Regions from separate parts of the Oryctolagus cuniculus genome. Here region 2 is linked to region 1. The links are chromatin contacts, called in public Hi-C maps. All regions are on one chromosome and are shown on one strand. The core of a region is the stretch at or near the end of the contact, and the rest is flanking DNA. Distances in the headings are between cores, read along the strand shown.

The links. Hi-C and Micro-C count contacts between places; a contact is called where the count stands out from the background.
Region 2: a contact with region 1 is called in a Hi-C map of an unstated tissue, with 2.5 times the contacts expected there. The contact joins the promoter of LOC108177140 here to the enhancer-like site in region 1. A contact is called at or near these places in 2 of 6 Hi-C or Micro-C datasets (skin fibroblasts and an unstated tissue).

What each region holds. Positions count from the first base shown.
Region 1 is chr10:32,614,540-32,619,149 of mOryCun1.1, reverse strand. All of the region lies in intron 2 of SETBP1 (SET binding protein 1), which reads left to right. Among named protein-coding and RNA genes, the nearest start is that of SETBP1, 110 kb to the left of the region's middle. Within about 2 kb of position 2,554, at least 1 of the 8 cell types and tissues checked has an H3K27ac peak or open chromatin away from gene starts, as enhancers often do.
Region 2 is chr10:32,724,080-32,728,689 of mOryCun1.1, reverse strand. LOC108177140 reads right to left here and starts at 2,257. Exons shown (of 2, transcript XM_070050269.1): 1 at 1,247-2,257. The coding sequence starts at 2,257. The coding sequence ends at 1,358. It overlaps SETBP1 (SET binding protein 1), which reads left to right and starts at 2,401. Exons shown (of 6, transcript XM_008261251.4): 1 at 2,401-2,544.

The DNA of each region.
Region 1 (4,610 bases), core at 1,305-3,804:
ATCCACTGGAGAGACTTGCATTTTCAATTGTGGGAGGGCACATTCAGGTTCTCCAGATCTTCCAGAAACCACATGCTTTCCTTCAGAATCCACCACTAGGAAGAACTTCCCGGGGAGACGCAGCAAAGTTCCTGGTTGTCCATGTCATTTCCTGCTCAGTGTTAAGAGCAGCTGGGCTTGTTTCTGACTAAGATCGAAACTGAAAGACAGTTTTATCCTCTGGGGACAAGTGAGTGAGCAGACTGCTCCCTGGACATTTAGAACTTGTAAATAAGATTTGGCTCAAGCCTTGAAAAGCCCAGTGATGTTGGCTCGGGGTGGCTGGTCAGTAGTCCCTGTGCCTTGGACAGGGTGAGGTGGGAAACATTTACCCATGGCTGCTTCCTCTTCCTACCCAATGATGACAAGGCATTGGTTTGGAGTCAGAAATCTGCAATGAATTCTGAGACTCTTAGCTGTGTGATTTGGGCACAATCTTCCCTCTCTTTCTGTCTCTGCTGTATCTCTTGTTATCAGCAAACTCTACAGCTCTTGAAGTTTGGGGGAGGGTTAGATTAATTTCTATAAAGTGTCTGACACATCATCGGTGTTTAAGATATTACAGCATGTATAATGTTGTCATCTTCAAAGTGAGAGGATGAGGTGATACCCAATGGCCTACCTAACTCGATACATTAGTCCTCCTTTGTTCCTGATTTTACCTTCTGCAGTTTCAGTTACCCTCAGCCAACAGCAGGCTGAAACTATGAAATGGAAAATTCAGGAAATAAACAATTCGTAGGCTTTAAATTGCATGCCATTCTGAGTAGCAGGATGCAATCTCACACTATCCTGCTCAGTCTCACCAGCGATATGAATCACCCCTTTGTCCAACGTGTCCACATTTTATATATTACCCACCAGTTAGTCACTGAGTAGCTGTCGTCTTTGTCAGATGGAATGTTGTGGCACCACAGTGCTTGCCTTCAAGTAACCCTTACATCAAAGCCCAAGGCTATGTCCCAATGCCTGTGTCATTCACCTCAGTGCATCTCCTCACGTGGGCACTATATCATCTCACAGCAGCACAAGGGTGAGTACAGTTTAGGGGGATACATTGAGAGAGAGGGACAACATTTGCATAGTATATTGTTACAATTTCTCAATTTTACTACTTATTGGCTATCTCTTATTCTGCCAAATCTACACGTTAAGCTTTATCAAACGCATGTATCTATTGCAAACAAGACCTGGTGTGTATGGGGTTCTATGCTACCTGTGGTTTCAGGTATCACCTGGAGGTCTGTCACACTCAGATTTATCATCCTGTTGGAAAATACAGAGGCTTGGCCTGCATGAAACCAGGAGGAAGGATTTTGTATGATGTGAGAGAGAAGATACCATTTTCTGCATATGGTACAGGCAAGTTTTAGTTCATACCAAATTCTCCCCCAATGTGAAGAGCAACAAGAGCCAGGACAGGTAAGGGTGGCTGCTTTCTGGCAGGGAAATGAAGTAGGAGCTGCATACACCTGGGTGTACCTCCCAGGGAGTGAGCTGTGCACAGTGAAGAGACCTCTGAATCTTTGCTGGGAGCTAGCACAGGGCAGCCACCACTGCCTGCTGTCATGGGAAGTTTTCATGGTGCCACAGCCACCTGGAGCCCCTGAACCTGTAGCCCATTCCTCTCTCTGCCAGCAGGATGTGTTCATTGTCTATGGCCTGACCACATCTCCTGCTTGCTCTGCCTCCCCTCCGTGCACACCACGTGAACTGAGTATGAATATCCTTTTTGATGTTGGCTGCTGTTAGAAGTTTGCCTCCCACCTTTTTTTCTCCTTCCAACAGAGAACAACCTGGATGCCACACATGGTGTGGTGTTATCTGCTCTGACTTTGGAAAGGAATTTCTCCCCTTAGGGCTCTATTCCCAGCATAGCATAATCTAGGAGAAAAAAAAAAAAAAACGTTTATCCTAGGGAAGCCAAATCAGCCAAGAGTTATTCAGAGTGTCTGACTGCCTGTTATATTTAGAAACTACACGGAGGAGAACTTTAAGAATGCTAGCGTCTTCCAACCACCAACCATGGCCCTGTTAGATTCTCCTGGTTGCTTGGGGCAGTCAGATAAAGAAGGCCTCCCTGGCTGTTATTCTTGGTGGGTGATGGACTAGGAGAAATACAGCTGTAGAGTGTTGCAGCCATCGAATAAGTCCAGGTCTCAGGTGTTTTGTGTCCATTCCCCTTTTTGCAGATGAATGTGCCGGATTTTACTCAATTCTCTGAACTGCAGTTTTGTTCCCTATAATGTGAGACAACTGGACACAATCAATGCTCTGCTATGGCTGCACCTTGAGAACACATGGGTACTTTGTTAAAAATACAGATGCTGCGACTGGATAACTAGATATTTAAAAGGTCTTGTGGTTAGGGTATGTGTTTGGCTTAGAGGTTAAAATAGCCACTTCCCACAACGGAATACATGGGTTCCATTTTCAGATCTGACTCCTGACTCCACTTTCTAACAGTGCAGAGCCTGGGAAGCAGTGGTGACAGCTCAGGTTACTGGATTCCTACCACCCACATGGGAGATCCAGATTGAATTCCTGACTGCTGCCCTCAGCCTGGCGCAGGCCCTACTGTCATATGCATTTGGGGGAATGAACCAATGGGTAGAAGCTCTCTCTTTCTGTCTTTAACTTTCCTCTGCTTCTCCAGTTTTTTTTTTTTTTTTTTAATATAAAAGGCCTAATGAACCTTGGGCATTGGCATAATGTTTTTCTTGCCTCTCAGGTTGGTATGATTTCCATCTCCAGGTGCAGATCAGTGCTTTTCTGAATGTAGTCTCGAGGGTGGTAGCAGGAGCAGCAGTAGTAGCAGCACTAGGCAACTTGTTAGAATTGCTTGTTCTTGGGCCCCACCCCAGAAATACTGCATAGAAGCTCTGGTGGAGAGGACCAGCTGTGTGTTCTGTCAAGCTTTCCAGGTGGTTCTGATGCATGACAGAGTTAAAAACACAGTAGATTAGATAACTTTACAAGGGGTTCCTACTAGGTTTCAAAATCTGTAATCCTATCAACAGTCTAGATAGGGTGCAAGATCAAGCCAAGGCCACACAGATGGCTAAATAGGTGGTGGAGACCTTACCACAATCCAGGCTTTTTGAACTGCCATCCAGAGCTTTTTTAATTATCCAATTAGGAAGGTGTTTAGGATTCATGGCAAATCCTTCCTCTCCCTCGCTCTCTCTTCTCCCCCTCCCACCTTCCCTCTGTTAAGCTTCTTGTGGGCCACAGGATTGTGGAGAGCATGTTATTTTTAGCTCACAGTGTACCTGCAGTGCTGTGTATGTTAATTGCAAACAGCAATTATTCTGTAATTCTTTGGCATGTGGTAAAGGGTGTATTGGAGCTGGTTTGTGGATTATCGGCCACTTTGCTGGGTTCTGTAACTGATGGGGTTGAATAGATTTTGTTGTTGTTGTTTTGCGAAGTTACACAGCCTGCTGTGTGTGAACAGGATTGAGCAGGCATGGGTAACCCAACACCTTTCTCTTGGACACAACTGTCAATTCCCTTAGCATTTATTAAGAAATATCGGGGCCTGTGCTGTGGCGCAGTGGGTTAACACCCTGGCCTGAAGCGCGGGAATCCCATATGGGTTGGGTTTGAGACCTGGCTGCTCCACTTCTGATCCAGCTCTCTGCTATGGCCTGGGAAAGCAGTAGAAGATGGCCCAAGTGGGCCCCTGCATCCGCATGGGAGGCCCAGAAGAAGCTCCTGGCTCTTGGTTTCAGATCGAGCAGCTCCGGCCATTGTGGCCATCTGGGGAGTGAACTAGTGGATGGAAGACCTCTCTCTCTCTCTCCTCTGCCTCTCCTCTCTCTGTAACTCTGACATTCAAATAAATAAATAAATAATAATAATAATAAATATCAAGGATGGCAGCCACTGACCTGAATTTTTGTAAATCTACTTTCCATAGTGGTTACCAGAAACTTGCAGAGGGCATTGCTAAAGAGGACCTGGAGGGAGTTAGTTCTAGGGTTCAATTTTAGATGACTTAAGAAAAAAATTACGCCCGGTTGTCCTAGCAATGAATGGAGGACTTACTTGCTCTATTCAACAACCACAAGGGAGCACTTGAACTAGAACCTTGGCATCCTAAAACCTAGACCAAGGCATCTGGAATTATTGAGAGCAGTGGAGCTTTCCAGGAAGATTTGAACCTGCACACAATTTGGGAGGTGGTGGAGGAATCAGATCTAACTCCACTGGCAGAGCTGAAAGAAGGAGCACTGGAGATTTCCTGTATAGTCAGTCCTCCATGTCTGTGCTTTCTGCATCTCTGGACTCAACCTGCCACGTGTTGGAAATACTAGGGGGAAAAACGGCATCTGGAATTTTTGTGTCTTTATTCTCTAACCTGTATGACAACTGTTTATTTAAAGATTATTTATTTTAAAAGCATAGTTACAGAGAGAGAGAAAAGAGAAAGAGAAAGAGAGAGAGAGAGAGAGATCTTCCATCCTCTGATTCACTCCCCATATTGCTGCAATGGCCGGAGCTGGGCTGGTCCAAAGCCAGGAGTCAGGAGAACTTCTTCTGGGTCTCTCACCTGGATGCAGGAGCCC
Region 2 (4,610 bases), core at 1,008-3,507, 110 kb before region 1:
GCGCACACTTCTCTGAACTTCTCTCCAAAGAAACACAACACCACAGGAAGGACAATCCTGTTAACATGCTTAAATTTTAAAAGGAAAAAGACTTGGGCAACAAACTTCAGTTCTGGCTCACACGATGCAAGCCAACCCTTCTGATTTCTGGACGCACTTTCTGCTTTGCATCAATGGTGCACACTCTTAGTCCTCTGCCTACTTTGGTCTTGGGTATCAGAAATCCGGACGCACAAGTAGATGGGCAAAGGTCAGGTGATTACCGAGGTCATTTTGGCATAGTATTGTGTGCCTTCAGCTCTTCTTTCATCATCAGCTCCTATGTCTTGTTGAATTTTTTCCAATGAAGCATTATTTTCTCATTAATAGTTATGCTTCAACACAGCGCAGAACAGAGGAAATCTTGCTCCATTGGAGGTCTTGCAGTGATGAGTAAGGGAGGCAAAGTTTGTGGCCAGTCAGAACATTCTTCCCAACAAAGAGGATAATTTGAGTTAGAAGGGGATAAATTGTTGTGCAAAACCCTGACTGACACCCGGGGGCGTGGACCAGTGTGTGAGTGTGTGCGTGAGAGGGAGGTGCGGCGGGGGGGGGGGGGGCGGGGGTCCAGCCACTTTTTCTCCCTTGCTCCAGAGCATTCCGGTAAAAAAGAGAAAAAAAGAGGTCGTCCGACAGAATTCAACCCTGTAGCCAAGCGGGGTTGGCAGTGGCTGATGTGGTTGCTAGGGGGCCGCCCCCCACTCACCACCCAAACATTTCTCAGTTTCACCCAACTCTCACAGAGAAAGGCATGGTCAAACTCAGCTGCCTGCGTTCGGAGTGACCTCTACCTGGAGATCTGGAAGCATAGCCCTTTGCAGGTCTCTGTGAGTCTTCCTCAGTCAGCTGATGGAGTGCACAGCGTCCCTAAGCTTCTCCATTCTTCCCTTGGCCCGAAAAGCGCCCCTTCTGTAACCCCAACAGAAATGCCCAGAGACTAAAAGTAACCGCCACGTTTTGCCAAGCACCAAAGACATCCCCACCACCCGGATCAGGGAGGGAGCTGCGAGGTTGCCATCCGTGCCCTTTCCTGCAAGAGTCTAACTGTGGTGGATAACGAGAAAAAATGACACGAGGACCCGATGCCTACAAGTAGCTTACTAAAACACAATACACAAATAAAGTAAAACCAACCCTGGAAAGGAAGCCTCATGACCCGCTTAAAAGAAAGAAAGCAACCACGCTGCGCCCAGTTGAGAGAGCCTACCACGTCGGCGCCTGGACGCGCGGCTCCCGCGACACTGCCCCTGTTGTGTCAGACAGTGGCGGTGTTGAGCCCGGCAGCCCGCGCCCAGCCGGAGGCGCTCCCCACGGCCGCTCAGTCTCCGCCGCTGACTCCGACGCGCAGAAGCCACTGGGCCGCGAGGGCGCTGGGGAGCGCTAGGGGCGCGGGGTGCGGCGAGGGGCTCCCGATCGGCCGCCACCAACTGTTTCCCTCCTCCTTCACGGCTAGACCCCGCTCCCTCCAATTGACCGAGATTCCCCGGGGGTGGGGAGGTGAGGGGAGCGGCCGCTCTTCGCTCTCCACCGGCTCCCGCCCGAGAAGCGGCCCCGGGCCCGCGGGGCCAGCCGCGTGGGCGCCGGCGCCCCCTCCGAGGCGGCCGGCGGGGTGGCGGTCCCCGCTCGCCTCTGCCGCGCGGCCGCTCCGATCCTCCCCCCCTTCCCCGCCCGCGCCCTCCCCCTTCCTTTCACCAAGACTCTGGGACTCGGGAGAGGGCGCGGGAGGCAGGCACACGGGCCCGACCCCACTCCAGCTCTCGCCGGGGACGCGGGCGGGCGGGCGGCAAGGGGGCGCGGGGCGGGCGCGGCCATGGAGCGGCGGCGGCGGCGGCGGCGGCAGCACTAGCGACCGCGGGCGGACGGGCGGAGAGCGGGCAGGGCCGCCGGGCGCCGCGGACCGAACTGCACAGCTCAGCAAAAGCGCCCTCGCCCTCCGCGCGCCGCCTCCTGCGAGCCCAAACCCAGCAACATTTTTAAAGCTCCAATCCATCCTTTGAAGACAAGGGGGGGGGGGGGGAGGTGGTGGAAATAGCGTTGATCGGAGAGACGGGGATATATTTATATATTTATATATATATATACAATTTTTTTTGGCTCCTGCTAAAATTAGCCGGGCCCGCCGCGCGCCCGTGTGCGAGTGTGAGCGAGTGTGTGCGTACGGGCGTGTGTGTGTGTGAATGTGATTACTCCAGGACTCCTCGGGCTCCGGAGACGCCATTTTCCCCCTTGATATCTCTCTCCATAAATCGGTGGCGCGGCGGAGGCGGCCGCGCCGGGCGGGAAGCGCGGGGCCGGCCGGGGCGCCCGCCGCTCGCCGCCGCCTCCGCGCGCCCGGGGGCCCCGCAGCCCCCCGAGCGAGGGCGGCCCGCCCCGCGGCTCGCCGTTTGACAGATGCTCATCGCCATGGAGTTGCCGCAGCAGCACCTTTGGGGGCTCCGGCGAGCGACCGGAGCCGGGATCTGAGCGAGCGCCAGGGCCAGCGGAGCCGGAGCCGCCGGGACATGGGTGAGCACGCGCGGCGACCTTGCCCCGGGAGCCCCGGCGCGCAGCCTCCCGCCGCGCCGCGGGCCCCCGCACGCCCGGGCCCGGGGTGGTGTGTGTGAGTGTGTGAATGTGTGTGAGTGTGTGTGTGTGTGTGTGTGCGCGCGCCCTGCATGCAAAAGTTCACGTTGCCTCGCCTGGTCTCGCCGGGGCTTTGACTTTGCACCGAGCAGGAAGGGGCAGCCGGGGCCGAGGGGGCGGGATGCCGGTCCCGGCGAGTCTGCCGGGGAGGGGCGCGATTCCGGCCGGCCCGCGGGTGGGCAGCGATGCTGGCTCCATCCGAGTGGCCCGTTGGTGGCGGCGATGGTGGAAGAGTCGGGCTAGGAGCTCATTGAGTTTCGCCTAATCTGATCCCCCACCCCCACCCCGCCTTTGCACCCTCCCTCGGTCCTGCAGCCGGCTGCTTGGGCTGGCGTTGGTAGAGCGGACCCGGGAGGGGGAGGGGGTAGGAACATAGGAAAAGGGGTGGGAAGGCGGCAGGATTTTTTTTTTTTTTTTTTTTTTTTTTTTTTTGCTCTCTTTGTAACTTGCAGGTTAAGTGGAGCTAGAGAGCTACATTGTAGCCTAGTTGGATTTTTTTTGGGGGGGGGGTGGCATGTATCAGAATCTAACGTGTCGTTAATAGAAAGAAGATCAGGCGAGAAGTGGTCCAGCCGGCGAAGGTTGGTTTGTGCTTGTGTCGTGGCTGTGTGTTAGTCTTTTTTCTCGGAAACCTTAATCAATGGATTTGAGTCTGTTGTGCTCTCTGGTTTGGGGACTCTGAAAAGACAGGAATTCCCTTAAAAGCAGACGAATGCCCTTTTGAAAGCACGCATTGTGTGCCCTGGGCTTGGGAATTAAACGGCAGGCTTCCCCCTTCGGTGGTTTCCAGGGGGAAATCGCTCCGGAAAGGGAGCCCTTCAGTATCGATTTATTGTTTTTGTCTTTCAAACCATTATCTCTTCGACCAAAATACTGTCTGAGAAGTTCCACCGAGACAAAGTCAGGGAAACTGGACCGCGCAGATCTTCAGCAAGATGGTGATGACGGTGATGCTGGTTTGGGTGTCTGTTTGTGATGGAAGCATTGTTGGGTAATTGCAAATTCTGATCGGTAGAGCATGCTGGTTCTAAAAAAATAAGTTACTGCTGAAATGCCGTCTGCCAGCCCCCTCCCCTGCACACTACCAGTTCCCATCCTCCCCCCACCCACACCGCTTACTACGATTCTGAAATCGGATCCAACTGGAAATATTTTCATTGGAGATCGGAAAGTTGTGCCGTTGCAAGTAGGAGATGAGGCTGGAGGAACTGAGAGTGCGGCAAGGGAGCTCTTACTGCCTCCGGATGCTGCATTTTGTTCTTTATGTGTGTCCGTGCGTGCGGGATTCTGAGTGTCTATCAGTCTGAAAGGACTGTTGAGGGAAGGATTTCCGATTCGTTTCCGTTTCAAATAAACTGTCCTGATAATCTCACGGTTGAGGTCTAATGCTAAAAGGGCCGTTTGTGTGTCTCTTTATGGCCACAGAAACTCCCCTCCACAAGGGCAGGGTATCCTGCCATTCTAGAAGTGACTTTTCCTTCCCAGCCACCTTCTGCTGCCCCCTCCCCAGCCACACCTCTCTCCCTAAAGTTTGCCTGCAGTCTATGGTCTCTAAGGAAATACAGATATTACTTGTTTGTCTCTTACATTCTTTTCCCTTTTCATTCCTTCACCCTTCATCCTGTTTATGTTCTTTTGCTGTAGGTTTGTACTAAAAGCTAATTTCATAGAGTAGCTGTCAAAAAAAAAAAAAAAATTCCCCACACCCCTTGGGCCCATGCTTTTTGCCCTCCTGTGGTTCTCACAGGTAAATTTCTTGGGTCCTGACCCAGACTCCTCTGCATTAGCAAGGTATGTTTGCGTTCAGTGGGGGCAGGGAGCAGAGATGAGGTGTTTGGAGAGAAAGGGTGTTGTCTGTGCTGGCCACTTCTGCAACTTGGGACAGACCTGGGTGCCCTGGAGTGCTTCCTTCACACACCCCAGTTGGATTTTGTTTGGCTGGGATGGGA